Regions from separate parts of the Ovis aries genome. Here all the other regions are linked to region 1. The links are chromatin contacts, called in public Hi-C maps. All regions are on one chromosome and are shown on one strand. The core of a region is the stretch at or near the end of the contact, and the rest is flanking DNA. Distances in the headings are between cores, read along the strand shown. Region 1 has its middle 82 kb from the start of ZFP36L2. Region 2 holds the start of ZFP36L2 (ZFP36 ring finger protein like 2). Region 3 has its middle 170 kb from the start of ZFP36L2.

Evidence for each region. A called contact is a pair of places that touch in the nucleus more often than the background predicts.
Region 2: a contact with region 1 is called in a Hi-C map of liver, with 4 times the contacts expected there. The contact joins the promoter of ZFP36L2 here to the enhancer-like site in region 1. A contact is called at or near these places in 13 of 16 Hi-C or Micro-C datasets (blood, liver, mesenteric adipose tissue and 6 more).
Region 3: a Hi-C map of liver shows a contact between it and region 1, with 3 times the contacts expected there. The contact joins two enhancer-like sites. A contact is called at or near these places in 3 of 16 Hi-C or Micro-C datasets (liver, mixed tissues and tail adipose tissue).

What each region holds. Positions count from the first base shown.
Region 1 is chr3:81,065,344-81,069,653 of ARS-UI_Ramb_v3.0, reverse strand. No RefSeq gene overlaps it. Among named protein-coding and RNA genes, the nearest start is that of ZFP36L2, 82 kb to the right of the region's middle. Within about 2 kb of position 2,898, at least 10 of the 54 cell types and tissues checked have an H3K27ac peak or open chromatin away from gene starts, as enhancers often do. A contact at or near this core is called in liver and muscle, where this site is marked.
Region 2 is chr3:80,981,693-80,986,536 of ARS-UI_Ramb_v3.0, reverse strand. ZFP36L2 (ZFP36 ring finger protein like 2) reads right to left here and starts at 1,332. Exons shown (of 2, transcript XM_027966890.2): 1 at 982-1,332; 2 at 1-496. The coding sequence starts at 1,032. It overlaps LOC114113940 (a long non-coding RNA gene), which reads left to right and starts at 1,167. Exons shown (of 3, transcript XR_006059214.2): 1 at 1,167-4,844.
Region 3 is chr3:81,151,248-81,155,876 of ARS-UI_Ramb_v3.0, reverse strand. No RefSeq gene overlaps it. Among named protein-coding and RNA genes, the nearest start is that of ZFP36L2, 170 kb to the right of the region's middle. Within about 2 kb of position 1,471, at least 4 of the 54 cell types and tissues checked have an H3K27ac peak or open chromatin away from gene starts, as enhancers often do. A contact at or near this core is called in liver, where this site is marked.

The DNA.
Region 1 (4,310 bases), core at 1,649-4,148:
GTCCACCTGATCAGATTGGCTAGTTTTCTGTGACTGTGGTTTAAGTCTGTCTGCCCTCTGATGCCCTCTCTCAGCCCCTACTGTCTTGCTGGGGTTTCTCTTACATTGGACGTGGAGTATCTCTTCACAGCTGCCAGCAAAGCGCAGCTGTTGCTCCTTACATTGAACATGGAGTATCTCTTCATGGTGCAGAGTTCTGACAAAACGTGGTCCAGTGGAGAAGGGAATGGCAAACCACTTCAGTATTCTTGCCTTGAGAACCCCAGGAACAGTATTAGGCCCATTAACAGGTGAGAAAATTGAGGAACTAAATGAATGTCTTGGTAGAGATTCCAGCCTCTGGCCTGGGGCCAACTCCAAAATCCACCCTTAACCCCAAGGCCGAAACGGGAGACTTGTGACTGTTCCAGTTCAGTCTCCAGACAGTGTGTGCACACACACACACACGTCTATGCAGGTGGACATGCCCACACCCCACCCTGCAGCAGGAACTCTTGGGCAACATTTTCATCATGGAAAGTGCTGGAGGGGCCAGAGAGGTTTTAGGCTAGTTCTTCCTCCTGTTGGTTCCCCTCAGAGACCAGTCCTTTTCCTGGACAGGCTTGGTCCCTGAGTGAGGCAGGCCTGGGAGCTCTGGGGGGAGACATCATCAGGGTTCCTTCCCTGGCCAGAGCTCCAGGGACCTTCCGGGGTGAAGGCAACTGACAGGGCAGGCTTCCCTCTACCTTCCTTGTTCACCCCCTGCTCTGGGGAATGGGAACCACAGAGAAAGAGCTCTCAGCTGCCAAGAGCGCTGGTCCCCCAAGCCCACCCAGGGAGGGAGCAGAGAAGTGCCCTGAAGAGCCCCTCAAAAGGGCCGTGTCAGGGTTACCTGCCTCAGGGACATTCTTAACCCCAACCAAAGAAGGCACCCTTCACAGCCTCCTCCTCTGTGCTGGGGCTTGGCCATTAGCTGTTCTCAGATGGAGACTCTTTCTGCCCCACCCCCACCCCCTACTCAGTCTCCAGGGGACATGGAAGCAGCTTTGATGAAGTCTATCAAAGAAGCCTCGTTTTTAACAGCTGTTTCCTGGGAGGGCAATTGGAACAACAATAAACCCTCACATCTGTTTAAGGGGCTGGTGGCGGGTACTCCACCCTCAGCCCTGTGGGAGGGCTCCTGCTCATCAGCAGGGGGGAAATGACTGGGCCCATCAGAGAGATACCATTTAGGACCATTTGGACTGGATGGGAACACCCACCCCATTTTACAGATGACTAAACTGAGGCCAAAGCACCCTCTGCTCCCAAAGGTCTCCCCACACAGATTCCACTTCCCCAGGGACTCTCCAGGCAAGCCCTGGCTTCTCCTTTGGATCAGGTCACCTCCACTTACGCAAGAGAGGACTGGCCCACAGAGAGGTGTGGGAGGTACATGGGAGGATAAAGCCCACGCAAATGGGAAGCCTGTGTCTATTTGGAGACATCTGCTCTGGCCCTTCCCCTGCATGAGCTATTGTCCCTTTTTTGGCCACCATTTTATTCCTCAGTCCGAGCATATGTGCTCGGTTGGGTCTGACTCTCTGCAACCCCATGGACTGTAGCCTGCCAGCCTCCTCTGTCCATGGGATTTTCCAGGCAAGTATACTGGAGTGGGTTGCCATTTCCTTCTTCAGGGGATCTTCCCAACCCAGGGATCAAACCCACATCTCCTACCTATCCTGCACTGACAGGCAGATTCTTTACCATTGTGCCACCTAGAAGATTTCAATCTGTGGATTTCTGCAAATCAGGGTTTCTCAGACTTGACACTATTGACATTTGGGGCTGGGTATTTCTTAGTTGTAGGGACTGTTCTGTGCACTGTAGGATGCTGGGCAGTGTCTCTGATCTCTACCCAGTAGCTGCCAGCAGCACCACCTCCCGGTTCTAACAATCAAAAATGTCTCTAACATTGCTGAATGTCCCCTGGGGCAAAACTGTGTCCAGCTGACTTCCTCTAGGAAGACTTCCTGGAAGAGGAGGATCTCAATCTGGTCTTTATGTAAACAGTCCAGGAAGGGTGCAGGTTGATGGAAAAGTCTCAAAGGCAGTGAGAAGAGCCCAAGGTTGGAGGTGGTGAGTGGTGACTTTCCAGGGAGGGGACAGGAGGGTGACCACAAGTTGCTGGATTTTAATCTGGGGTGTGTTAAGACTGCCCTGCAGAGCAGGTCCTGGAGCCCAGAGCATGGACCATCCAGGGGGTTAGTGGGAAGGGAGAAGATGGGGAGAATACTGCCATTTGGAGGTCCTGGTGGTCTTGTTAGGGGCTTGTTGCTCTGAGTCCCTAGCTCCTAACACAGAATCAGGCTAAGGAAACGCAGAGATGATGAAACTACTGCCAATGCAGGCAAGAGTCCTGGCAAGGAGGAAGGTGGGCCTGGGATCTGGAGGGCTAAAAGGACCATTTGTAGATGGTGAGAGTGTTGATGAGGGGACCTGGCTGGAGGGCAAGCAAGGGCCCTGGTTTCTCAGCGTCTGCCCTCACCTGTCTCCCCCGTCGTCCCTGTGGGATAGGGGTGGGGGAATGGGAGACGCTGTAACCATGGGTAACTGCTGGGCACGGGGCAGACCACCTGGCTTCCGGCCAGTCTGCAGGTCTTTCCCTCTGGCAGAGATTTCAACGGGCTCTCCGGAAGAGAATGTTGAACCCCTTGGCCTAGGGAGCTCCCTTCTCAGACAGAAACACTGGCTCCCACTCCCCATCCTGGGCTTCCTGAGCCTTGGATACACGTCGGCCCTCAGACTGGGCTCCCTGAGGGGAGGGGTGACACCTTCCCAGTGGTCACCAAAGGGAAATGTGAGGCTTGGGGCTGGTGCTGCCCACAGGGAGCTTCTGGGTGATCTGCCAGCAGGGGGCGCTGTGGACTCAGATACAGTTCTTGTGCGGCTGGAAGGGTGGAGACTGGTCAGGCCTCCCTCACCTCCTGTTTACCCTCTTAGAGTCCTCACCCCAGCCAGGCTTGCCTGCCTGGTACACAGCATGGCCTCCACCTCCTCCCAGCTTCCCATCCCAACCCCATGCTTCTCCCCTCCTCTTCATATGCCCATTGTGCAGATGAGGAGACTGAGACATACAGAGGCAAAAAAGGCTGGAAGGGACAGTAGCAGGGCAGAATGGAGACAGTCTTGGCTTTGGAGCCAGAAGACCTGGGTTGCCAGCATGCCAGTTCAGCATCTCACTCCCTGTGTGGTTGGGGTCAGATTTGGGGGCTTTACTGAGCAATCCCACTGCTGTTGTAATAAGAAGCTGAACGTGGCAGCCCACACCACCCCCAGGCTGAGGACAATTCTGATGCTGGGATCACAGCCCTGTGGGGACAGCACTGGGTCCTGGGAGGAAGGGCTGGCCAAAGGGGACTAGGTGGCCTTGCCTAAGCCCCTGTTTAGGGAACGAGAGCAGACAGCCAGAGAGGAGACGAACAGGAGGCTCTGAACAAGTGCAGAGGGGATGAAGGATGTGCTGGAGAGTCTGGGGAGGGGAGGGAAGGACAGAGGCGTCAGCCACTCTGAGTTATCTGCACTCTCTCCCAGGTCCTAGTGATTAATAACAAGAGTGGAAACCATGAAAGTTATTTGCTACCCTCTCATGATGTGCCAGGCTCTGTGCCAAACACTTGACAGACTCAACTACCCATTCTGGGAGACAGGTAGTGATATTACCCCATTTGAGAGATGAGGAAAAAATTCCTCAGAGATAAAATAACTTGTCTGAGGGCCCCAGTGGGAAAGGGGCAAACACGAGATCCCACCCAGGTTTCCGTGGTGTGGACCCCCACGCTGTTGGTGGTATCAGGGTCGAGAGAGAGAGAGGTTGAAGGCCCCTCTGCGTCTGGGGTCAGGGCTGTGTATGTGGCTGGGGGAACAGAATAGGGCTGTGTTCCCTCAGCCGCTCAACACAGAGTGGACAGAGCAGAGTGGGGCGCTGAGGAAGGAGTGGCCCACAGATCTATTCAGCGGCCTCTGAACAAACCTAAGGAAGCAGTCTGGCCCAGTTGTTTCCCGCATAGCATGCTCATGGGTTCTGCACGTCCTGCAAGTGCTGGGACCGGAGGGCAGAGAGGCAGGCTGGAGCCATCAGGAGGGGAGGGTGCCATCACATCAGCTGGGTGGAGGATGGCCCAGGAGGTCTGATTGGTTCCACTGGCCACTCTTAAGAAGAGATGAGATCTTAGGAAGAGATCTAAACTTACAAACACTGAGGGTTGTGGGGAATGGGGGAGAAGGGAGGAAGACTCGAGATACCAGTGTCAGAATCCACTAGATGAGATGCTCATCAGACGTGGTGGACA
Region 2 (4,844 bases), core at 83-2,582, 82 kb after region 1:
TCAGGCTGCGCAGCTCGTGGAAGCCGTGCGCGAACTGGCACTTCTCGCCGTACTTGCAGGTGCCACTCTCCTCGAAGGGCCGGCACAGCTCAGTTTTGTAGCGGGTCGAATTGATCTGGGAGCCGCCGCCCCCCTTCTGCTGTTGCTGCAGGTGCAGGAGGTGCTGGCTGCGCTCTCCGTTCTCGCTGAACGAGCGGTCCCGGAATTTGTTCTCCTTGTTCAGCAGGGCGGTGCCGCCGCCCCCCGACGGCTCCTTGAGGGTGCCGTAGGAGGCCGAGCCGCCGGCCGCCGCGCTACCGTTAGCCGCGCCCGGGAACTTGGGCGAGCAGCTGCCGGGGCTAGGCGCGGGGTGGGCGAGCGCGTGCAGGTTGCTGGCCGAGTGCCGTCGGAGGAAGCCCGGCGTGAAGCCCGAGCTGGGGGCGGTGGCCACGGGTGTCCCCACCGCCTTCTTGTCCAGCATGTTGTTCAGATTGAGGTTGGCCAGGGATTTCTCCGTCTGCCAAGAGGAGGGGAGCGGGGAAGAGATGAAAAGGGAGGAGGGAAGAGTTGGGGCGAGTTGCGGAGTAGCCACTACCAGCCCTCCGATTCTTTTTCCTTTTTTCGGATCTCGATTCGGCCCAACTTCCACACTTAAACGCGCACAAGAATCAAGTTCGTACTGGGAGGAGCCGGACTCTCCCACCCTAGGCCGCGCTGCGTCGCGACATGTGATCCTCAGCCGTGGGCCGCAGGCCTGGGCGGCGCAAACCCCGTCCGGGAAGCCCCGGGCAGCGTGGCTGCGGTGAAACTTAACAGCTACAGCGACTCCCTTCTGCCTTTCCTCCCAGCTGCTCCTTCTCCCCGCCCACAAGGCTCGAGCAACAGTGCAAACTCTGGGGTTTTTCCCGAATCTAAAAAAGTCAGAGCGGGAAGAGAACCCCCAAAGCCGAGGACAGAAGGCCAAGCCTGAGAACTTGAAGGGCTCCCTGCTCACCCGCGTACCTTGCACAAGAAGTCGATATCGTAGAAGGCGGACAGAAGTGTGGTCGACATGTTTCTGGATCCTCTAATGGTCGGAGCTGGAGACTGGGAGATCCGGAGGAGCCCTCGGGGCGGCGCGGCCGGGCCCGAGCCACGACGAGTAACGGGCGAGGGGCGAGGGAGAGACCGAAAGTTTGCTGGGGGGCGAGAAAAGAGGGAGCGGGGGCAGCAGCGTGGACTGGTTTGAGGGTGTCCGGGAGTGCGGAGTTGGGGGGAAAGAAGAGTTAAGCTAGAGCGCTCCTCCGCGCCCCGGGGTGCCCGGCCCGCCCCCCCCGCGCGGAGCCGACGGCAGCTCGCGGACTGGTGGAACTCAGCGGCCTGCGAGCGCGCGCTCTATATAGAGCCCCCGGAGCGCGGCCGCTCCGGGGCGGGCGTGCCAGGGGAGGGGACAGAATGCTGACCCCGTAGGGGTCTCTAGGCAACGCCGCCCGCCCGCTGGCGGACGTCAAGAGCCTTCCTGGCCTCCCATTGGCCGCCGCCAATTTTTTTCCTCTGGGGGAGGGGACGAAGAGGCCTCGGGGCGGGGCTGGCCGCCTTGGGCTCCCGGGGCGGCGTGGAGATCTCGGCGGAGATGGGTGCTGTTGGTTGCTGGCGGGAAGATACGGCTCCCTTCTTCTGGGGCTGTTCTGTCGGAAATCCCCAGCAGGTCTAACGTGGTTGGGTTTCTGCAGCCCTGAACGTGTCTTTCCCCGCCCGATCCTGCTAGACGAAATTGCGGAGCTTTTATCTCCTACTCTGTTTAATATTGGGCGCGGGAATTGCAAAGTGCAAGAATATTGCAACCGTCCGCGCGGCCCGGCTGCTTTGGAAAGGGTCCTCTGGCCGGGGGGGCGGGGACTCTGGGCCCGAGTTTAATGGGTGGTGGCTGCGTCCCGACTGCACGTGGAGATGCGGTGGGGGTGGGGGCGGGAGCGGCCACGCGGGCGGCCGCCTGGGCAGTCTCTCCCGGAGGAGCCTGGGCCCGTTTCTCCGCCCCTCTTCCCGCCCAGACTGCAGTAAACAGGGCTTGAATGCCGAGGCCTGCCGGGCAGGGCTGAGTGTCTGAGGACAAGGCGCTGGCTTTGCTAATCACATCACAAGACCTTGAGCCAGGGCCAAAGTCGCAGAGTGGCGCGGGGCGTCCCGGGCGGGAGAGCCGCCTGGGAGGACGGGAGGAAAGGCCGGGAGAGCCGCGCAGGCATGGAGGCCACTTCCCGCCGCCTTGTCCGTCTGCTGGTCTGTCCGGCTTTCCACAGTCCTCCTGGGGGTCGAGGTACAGCTGCCCGCCGAGGCTCCCGTCCGCCGCAGCCTTGGCCTGGCGCGCTCCTCCTAGACCCTCCCTGGCCGTTCAGGGCGCCGCGCCCTTCCTTAGCTCGTCCTGGGTTGCGGGCTCCCGCTGAGGACTACCCGCAGCCAGGCAAGGCTGGGCACCGAGGATTCACCTAGTGGGCTCTCCTTACCTTCTGTTGCCAGTCCCACACCCCAGAAGCCTGCATTGGTATAAGATTTTGCCAGCCAGTGCCCTCTGGGTGTGAGGCAGACACCACCTCGCCCCAGCACCCAGTGAGGCTTAAGCCTCTGTTAGATCTGGGGTCCTGTCCAGGACACTTCGCGTCTATGCAGACGCTGCCTCTGAAAGGCTGGAGTCCGGCCCATGATTTCGCACACCTGGCAGCCTAGGCTGTTACTGGGCCTAAGTTGGAAGGTCCAGTACCTGCCAGGGAAAGAAGCTCCTGCGACCCACACCCCCTTGCCCAGTTGATCTTATTTCTGGCTGTGTATCCTTGTGCTTATTTACATTCCGCTGCACTCACTCCCTCTCTCAGCACCCTGGGAAGGAATGAACTAGGCCTGTCTCTCAGGAAACCAACTCCTTCAAGTTCAGCTTGCATGCAGAGCCAACTGCTGGACTCTCTACCCGTCCAGGGTGCTTGAGCCAGGGCAGGGCTGTAAGGACTTCAGGATCAGAAACAGGGCTGGAGTTCAGCCTCCTTCCCTTATAAACCACATGGTTTTAGACAAATCACATAATCACTTGGGCAACTGGGTTTCCTTGTAAAACTAACATAATTTCTGCTTTACTAATCTTATCACCTTTTGTCAAGGTGCCAATGCAAATGAGTTATCTGTTATGGTGTTTAAAAGATAAACAAGTAAATTCCATCTTACTTATTAAATTGACAAAGCAAAAAAATGGAGCAAGTCAGACCTCTGGAGCATGGCTGGATGGGTGAAGGTCCACAGAATAGTGAATGTAGAGCTGAGAGGGCACCAAATTTTGGACCCTCCAGCTTGGAGCCAAGGGCAGTGACCTCAGAAGGAGTGACTGCTTTAGTCTCACCACCCAGCCTATACTGATCATTAGACAAGGCTGGGCATTCATGGCAGACACCTGTAGCCTAGAATACCCAAGAACCCTGACTCTGTTTTGTTCCTTGTTGAAATGAACCCAAACGCAAGAGTTTGAGGATGGCTTTACAGTGGGATATTTTGAATTGCCCCTGGGAATGCATCAGGGAAGTGTGAAACAGCCATTTCCCAGGCCACCACCCCTGCTATTGAAAGTCAGTGACAAGATTTCATATACAAAAACCAGTGGAAATGTGTCTCTCCTGTACTCCCAAGCTGGCGACAACCAGCCAAGCTCAAAATCTGGGGTAATTCCCAGTCAACACCTATGAGAACACCCACTTTGGGAGCTGAGTAGACGACTTTGGAGCTTGCATGCAAACATGCCATGGTACATGCTTTGGTACAGAGTACCTGCTGGTAGAAATATTTTTATTATTATATAACTGCTTTTATTTCATTTTAAATGGAGAAAAAGGGAATGCTGGACTCTTCCAGTGAGCTGAGCTTTATTAGAGCCAGTTTCATAATTATTCTACCATGGTTATCATTATGTTGTACCAACAGTTACCTGACTTCTCACCAGCCATGTCTTCTCAGGACAAAAAGAAATGTTAAGCTGGCAACTTTCCATCAAGTGTGGGATACACAGATGCCTAACCAAGTAATTAATTCAGGATCACAACAAACACATTTTGAGCTGAATAGTGCAAAACCACCAGGGAATTTTCTGTTCTTTTTAGGACAAAACTTTGGACACTAAATTAACTTCTTTCCATGCCTCTTCCTACAGCTCTTTACTAGTAGGCTCTATTTATTTAGTGTTAGGTGGTTTTCTTTCAAAGAGAAACAAATTATACTTGAAATATAAATCTTTCTGCAGTAGGAAATGATCATATCAAATCCTCTCCCCTCTGCCTGCCTGATCAAACCCTCAAACATCAATAAAATAATTATAACTGGTTGCTCACCTGTGAAGTATTTAAAAATATTTAGACTCTAAAAGCTGAACCAAGTGTACACCCAATTACTGAAATGGTTTCTTCAGATAACTAGGATGAAGTGGACGTGAATGAGGTTATGACCTATCCAAGCTATGAGTATCAAGATAACTGTCTTTGGGTGACACTCTGAAATTACAAATTAAAAACGGTAAGGCAGGAGAAGGCAAAGGCAAGCCACTTCAGCACTCTTGCCTAGAAAATCTCATGGATGGAGGAGCCTGGTAGTCTGCAGTCCATGGGGTCGCAAAGAGTCGGACAGGAGTGAAGCGACTTAGCAGCAGTAGCCGCAGCAGTGAAAACCAAAATCAGCAGCAAAACGTATGCAATAGCGACACCTGCTGGGTGTCTGAGGAAGTGGGGAGGGCTGGATTAGAAAAGCAGAGTCCTAAGGTTTGTAGCAATGGCAACCCACTCCAGCACTCTTGCCTGGAAAATCCCATGGATGGAGGAGCCTGGTGGCTGCAGTCCGTGGGGTCGCTAAGAGTCGGACAC
Region 3 (4,629 bases), core at 222-2,721, 88 kb before region 1:
GGTGTGGGGCAGGGCCTCGGTATCGTCACACTCCAGTCAGATGGCAGAGGCAGGGCTCCTGCCCTCAAGGAACCCAGCATCTTTGAGCCACCAGTCTAAGGGAGGGACAGACACCCTAGGACCTTGCTCCCTCCTCTGGTCTCAAGTACCTCATTAAATCCCTTCTTCAGAAACCCCATTAGCTTGTGACGAAAAGCCAGGTCCAGCCTGCAGATAAAACCCCTCTTTTTTTTTTTTTTTTCCTGGCTGCTTCCCCTTGGACAAAAACAACTTTTTTTTTTTTTAATACAAAAATTTCTGCCCAACTTCCCCTCAGGAAGGATGGCTGGATGATGTGGCTATAGCCATAGTAACAGAGTCGATGAGAAGATAAACAAAGTAACCTAGCGGACCCAAGGGGTGTGTCAATGTGAAGATTTCCTGAGACCCCCAGGCCCTGGATGGGATACCAAACCAGGGAGCTGTGGAGAGGGGTCTGCTGAGTTTCTAGTGTTCATTCACCTTTCCTGTGAATAACATAACAGGTTTACTGGGCATGGCAGGGAGTCAGGAAGATGTGGAGTCGGAAACAGAGAGAAAGGTGGGATGGAGCCAGCCAGAGGAACCAGAAAAAAAAAAGAAGGAAAGACAGGGAGAGGCAGAGTGACCCAGAGAGGAAATTCCTTGAAAGCAAGGGCTGGGCCTTGCTCAGTCTGTGTATCCTCAGCCTTGAAGCTGGGGAAGCTGCTTATGAACTGTGTCCCCCACCCCACCCCACGCCCCAGCCCTGGAAGACGGTCCTTACCAGGCCTGGACTAAATGCTCCACAGAGCACATGTCTGTCAAAGCCCTAAAACATTGTATTAACATCCTTGAGTTGCCTTTTAGACCACCGCACCCCACTCTGGAGCCCCCAGCCTTGTTCACTATTACGTGGCAGCTACTGGGACAGGGGCAGCCACACCCCTCACTGTCTATTCAAGGTAAGAAAGAAAGACAGAAAGACAGTGGGCAGGAGGGGATCTGACAAACCCACCACCACGGGGTGTGGCCTCCTGGGAGAGGCTCCAGGGCACCTCTCTGCCCCTCTTTTTTGGCCTTGGAGCCTGAGGTTGGGAAGGGCAGCCAGGGAGGGGCTGGGCTCAGCTGGCTGTCCCCTGCCTCTGCAGAGGCTGACAGGCCAGAGAAGGTTACCTCAGTGGGCCCCAGCCCAGAGAGGCACTAGCTCTGCTGGCGAGGTTGGCATGGTCAGGGCAGGAGGGGGGGCATCCTGCTATATTGTCACTGACTCAGCCGCATTTCCAGAAATTCTTCCCTCCAGTAAGAAGAGGAAAGAGAAGACTAGAGAGCCTCTTGGGCTGCCGGGAAAGGGACGGGCAAGTGGGAACCAGGGTTCCCAGAGGTCTCACGAGCCAGGCTGGAGCAATGGGGCCTCTTGCCTGGGCCAAAGGCCAGTCAGCCCTGAGACAGAGTCTGGGCCCCAGCCAGAGGTGTCAGAAGAACTGACCAATGGACTTGTACCTGGCCAGGTCCACGCCCACTGGGCCATGTTTGTGGCAGCAGAGCTGAGGCCGGAAAAAGAAAGCCTAGAAATCACTGGGCTTCCCACAGGCCTTTTCAGATTCTGGGAATGGGGGAGACCAAAGCTTAAATTCAACCCAGAGTGGTTATAGCCTCTCCTCCCGTTTCAGGGTCTAACCCTGTACTAGATCTTATTGGGAAGACATAGGAAAAATTCCTATTGTTATGGTTGTTATTCTCCAGCATAGCCTTTCTCTGGTGTGTTCCGCCTACAAGCATAATCCTTGGTAAAATTTACAGACCCTGGCACATCACTACCCTCTTAAACACTCCTAGTGCACAATGTGAATGTTGAAGTCTCAAAAAGGGACTTCCCTGGTGGTCCAGTGGTTAAGAATCTGTCTTCCAGTGTGAGGGACACAGGTTTGATCCCCGGCCAAGGAACTAAGATCCCACATGCTGCAGGGCTACTTGAGGCCATACACCTCAACTGGAGCCATAACTAAGATGCAATGCAGCCAAATAAATAAATAAATATTTTTTAATTAAAAAAAAATAAAGTCTCAAAAAAATCTTGAAAAGGCCAAATTAACTTCAGTTAATTCACTGTTTCTTCAGCTTATTTGACCATGGAACCCTTTTTTTTTTTTCTTTCACAAAACACCATAAAGCAGAGTTCCCAGAAACACATTCTGGGGAAAGCTCTAATAAAGCTTTTCAGGGGGGTGGTTTTCTAACTTTGTTCCAGCCAAGGTGTCCCAGGGGTGATCTAAGGCAAAGGGGGAAATGAGCCAGCTGGATGCCGGTTCTCCATCCCAACCCAGTTCACCAGCAGGTTCTATATTCTGCTTGAATCAGTTTTCCAATAATACAATTTTATTGGGCAGAAGGGTTCTGCAGCTAAAACTAAGTTTGAAAGCAATTGTTTTATGATTCTACATGACTATATGAAGAAAGAGAAAGAAGTAGGCAGAGTTGGTCTGGGCGAGGAGGGAGGCAATCTGGAAATAAAAAATAGTGAAATTTAAAAAGCGATAGATTAAACAGAACAGGAGCAGAGTGTCTGAGGAAATCATCTAGTGTGTAACCTCACAGTTCTCTGACCAAGTATTTCTAATTCCACTTCTGAAGTAGAGAAAGTGGGACAGGAGGAGTTGAGTTACCTGCCCAGGACTCTGATCAGACCTCTGACCAGGTTTCTTGCCCTCTTTCCTCAGCACCAGAGGTTAAGAGAAGGACCCCTACCCTCAGGAAGCTGCCAGTTTCCCGGAGGAGGAGAAATTTGCTCACCAAAGAATGGTGAATGGAAGCAGTTTAAGGTTCAAGGCAGAAGCCAGGGTCCAGTGGTTAGAGTTGAGGAGGTCAGAAGAGAGGGATTTCAGGAACAAGGGCCTCCGAAAGCCTTGTCCTTGAGATCTGGAGTTATAGTATGATGGCCCAGAACCTGGTGTGATTCTGCCGTGTGAAGACTCACGCCTGTCTTCAGTCCTGGCGGTTTCTCAGCCATTGTCTCTCTGAAGATTGCCTTTCATTCTTTCCAATCTGTCTTTGTGAAATTCTGTGAGACACAGATCGGACCATCTCATTCTATTCCCCACACCTTTGGTTCTTCCCTGTTTTCTACTTATTTACTTCTTTGTGCTGCATTTTGGGATGAATTCTGAGATTTCCTTCTCCAGCTCTGTTTCTCCCACTGAGTTTGAAATTTCTTTTTTTAAAAAAAATATTTATTTTTACTTATTTATTTGACTGTGCTGTGTCTTCATTGCAGCCTACAGGATATATAGTTGTAACATGTGAACTCTTAACTGGAACATGTAGGATCTAGTCCCCTGACTACAGATTGAACCCAGGGCCCCTGCATTGGGAGCTTGGAGTCTTAGCCACTGGACCACCAAGAAAGTCACTGAAATTTCAGTGATTATGCCTTTTATTTTAGAAGTTCTACATTCTGGCTTTTGAAGCTCCAAACCCACGAATCCTAGTCTATTCTCTGAGCCAACAAGTGCTGGAATGGTCAAGATCCCGCTTCCCACCAAGTATCCCGTGGCTGAGAACTCCAGCCCCCAGCAGCCTCTCTAGGTCTCCTTCAATCATCCCAAGAGCCATGTGAACACACATTCTCTCTATGCACCTTAAAGCAATCTAGCTACAGGAAGTGGGCAAAGCTATCGAGTGCAAGAAAACTTTGGGGGAAAAGATTAATATTTTCTTTTCTTTTTCTTTTGGCCACATCTCCGTGGCATGTGGGATCTTAGCTCCCTGACTAGGAATCAAAGCCATTGGATGGCCAGGGAAGTCTCAAGTATTTTATTATTTTTTGTGATCTTTTTTTAAAAATTAATTTTTACTGGAGTACAGTGGCACTAGTGGTAAAGAACCCGCCTGCCAATGCAGGAGATGTAAGAGATATGGGTTCAGCCCCTGGGTCGTGTCCACAGAGTTGGACACGACTGAAGTGACTCAGCACGCAGCCTCGCACAGTTGCTTTACATTGCTTACACTATGCTGGTTTCTAGTGCACAGCAAAATGAATCGTACATATACATATATCCCCTCTTTTTTGGGTTTCCTTTCCGTTCAGGTCACCGCAGTGCATTAAGTAGAGTTCCCTGTGCTATACAATATGTTCTCATTAGTTATCTATTTCATCTTCTCTGTCTGCTCAGATGCTCAGTCATGTCTGACTCTTTCTGACCTCACGGACTGTAGCCCGCCAGCCTCCTCTGTCCATAGGATTCTCCCGGCAAGAATATTGGAATGGGGCGCCATTTCTTCCTCCAGGGGATCTTTCCGACCCAGGGATCAAACCCGAGTCTTCTGCACTGGCAGGCAGATTCTTTACCACTAGCACCACCTGGGAAACCCTATCTAGTTTAGACATAGTATCAATAGTGTGTATGAGCCAATCCCAATCACCCAATCCCTCCCCGCCCCCTGCATATTTTCAAAAGTATCATCCCAGCATGTATCCTATTTTATATAGTGAAAGTGAAGTGAAAGTCGCTCAGTCGTGTCTGACTCTTTGCGACCCCATGGACGGACTATACACTCCATGGAATTCTCCAGGCCAGAATACTGGAGTGGGTAGCTGTTCCCTTCTCCAGGGGATCTTCCCAACCCAGGGAT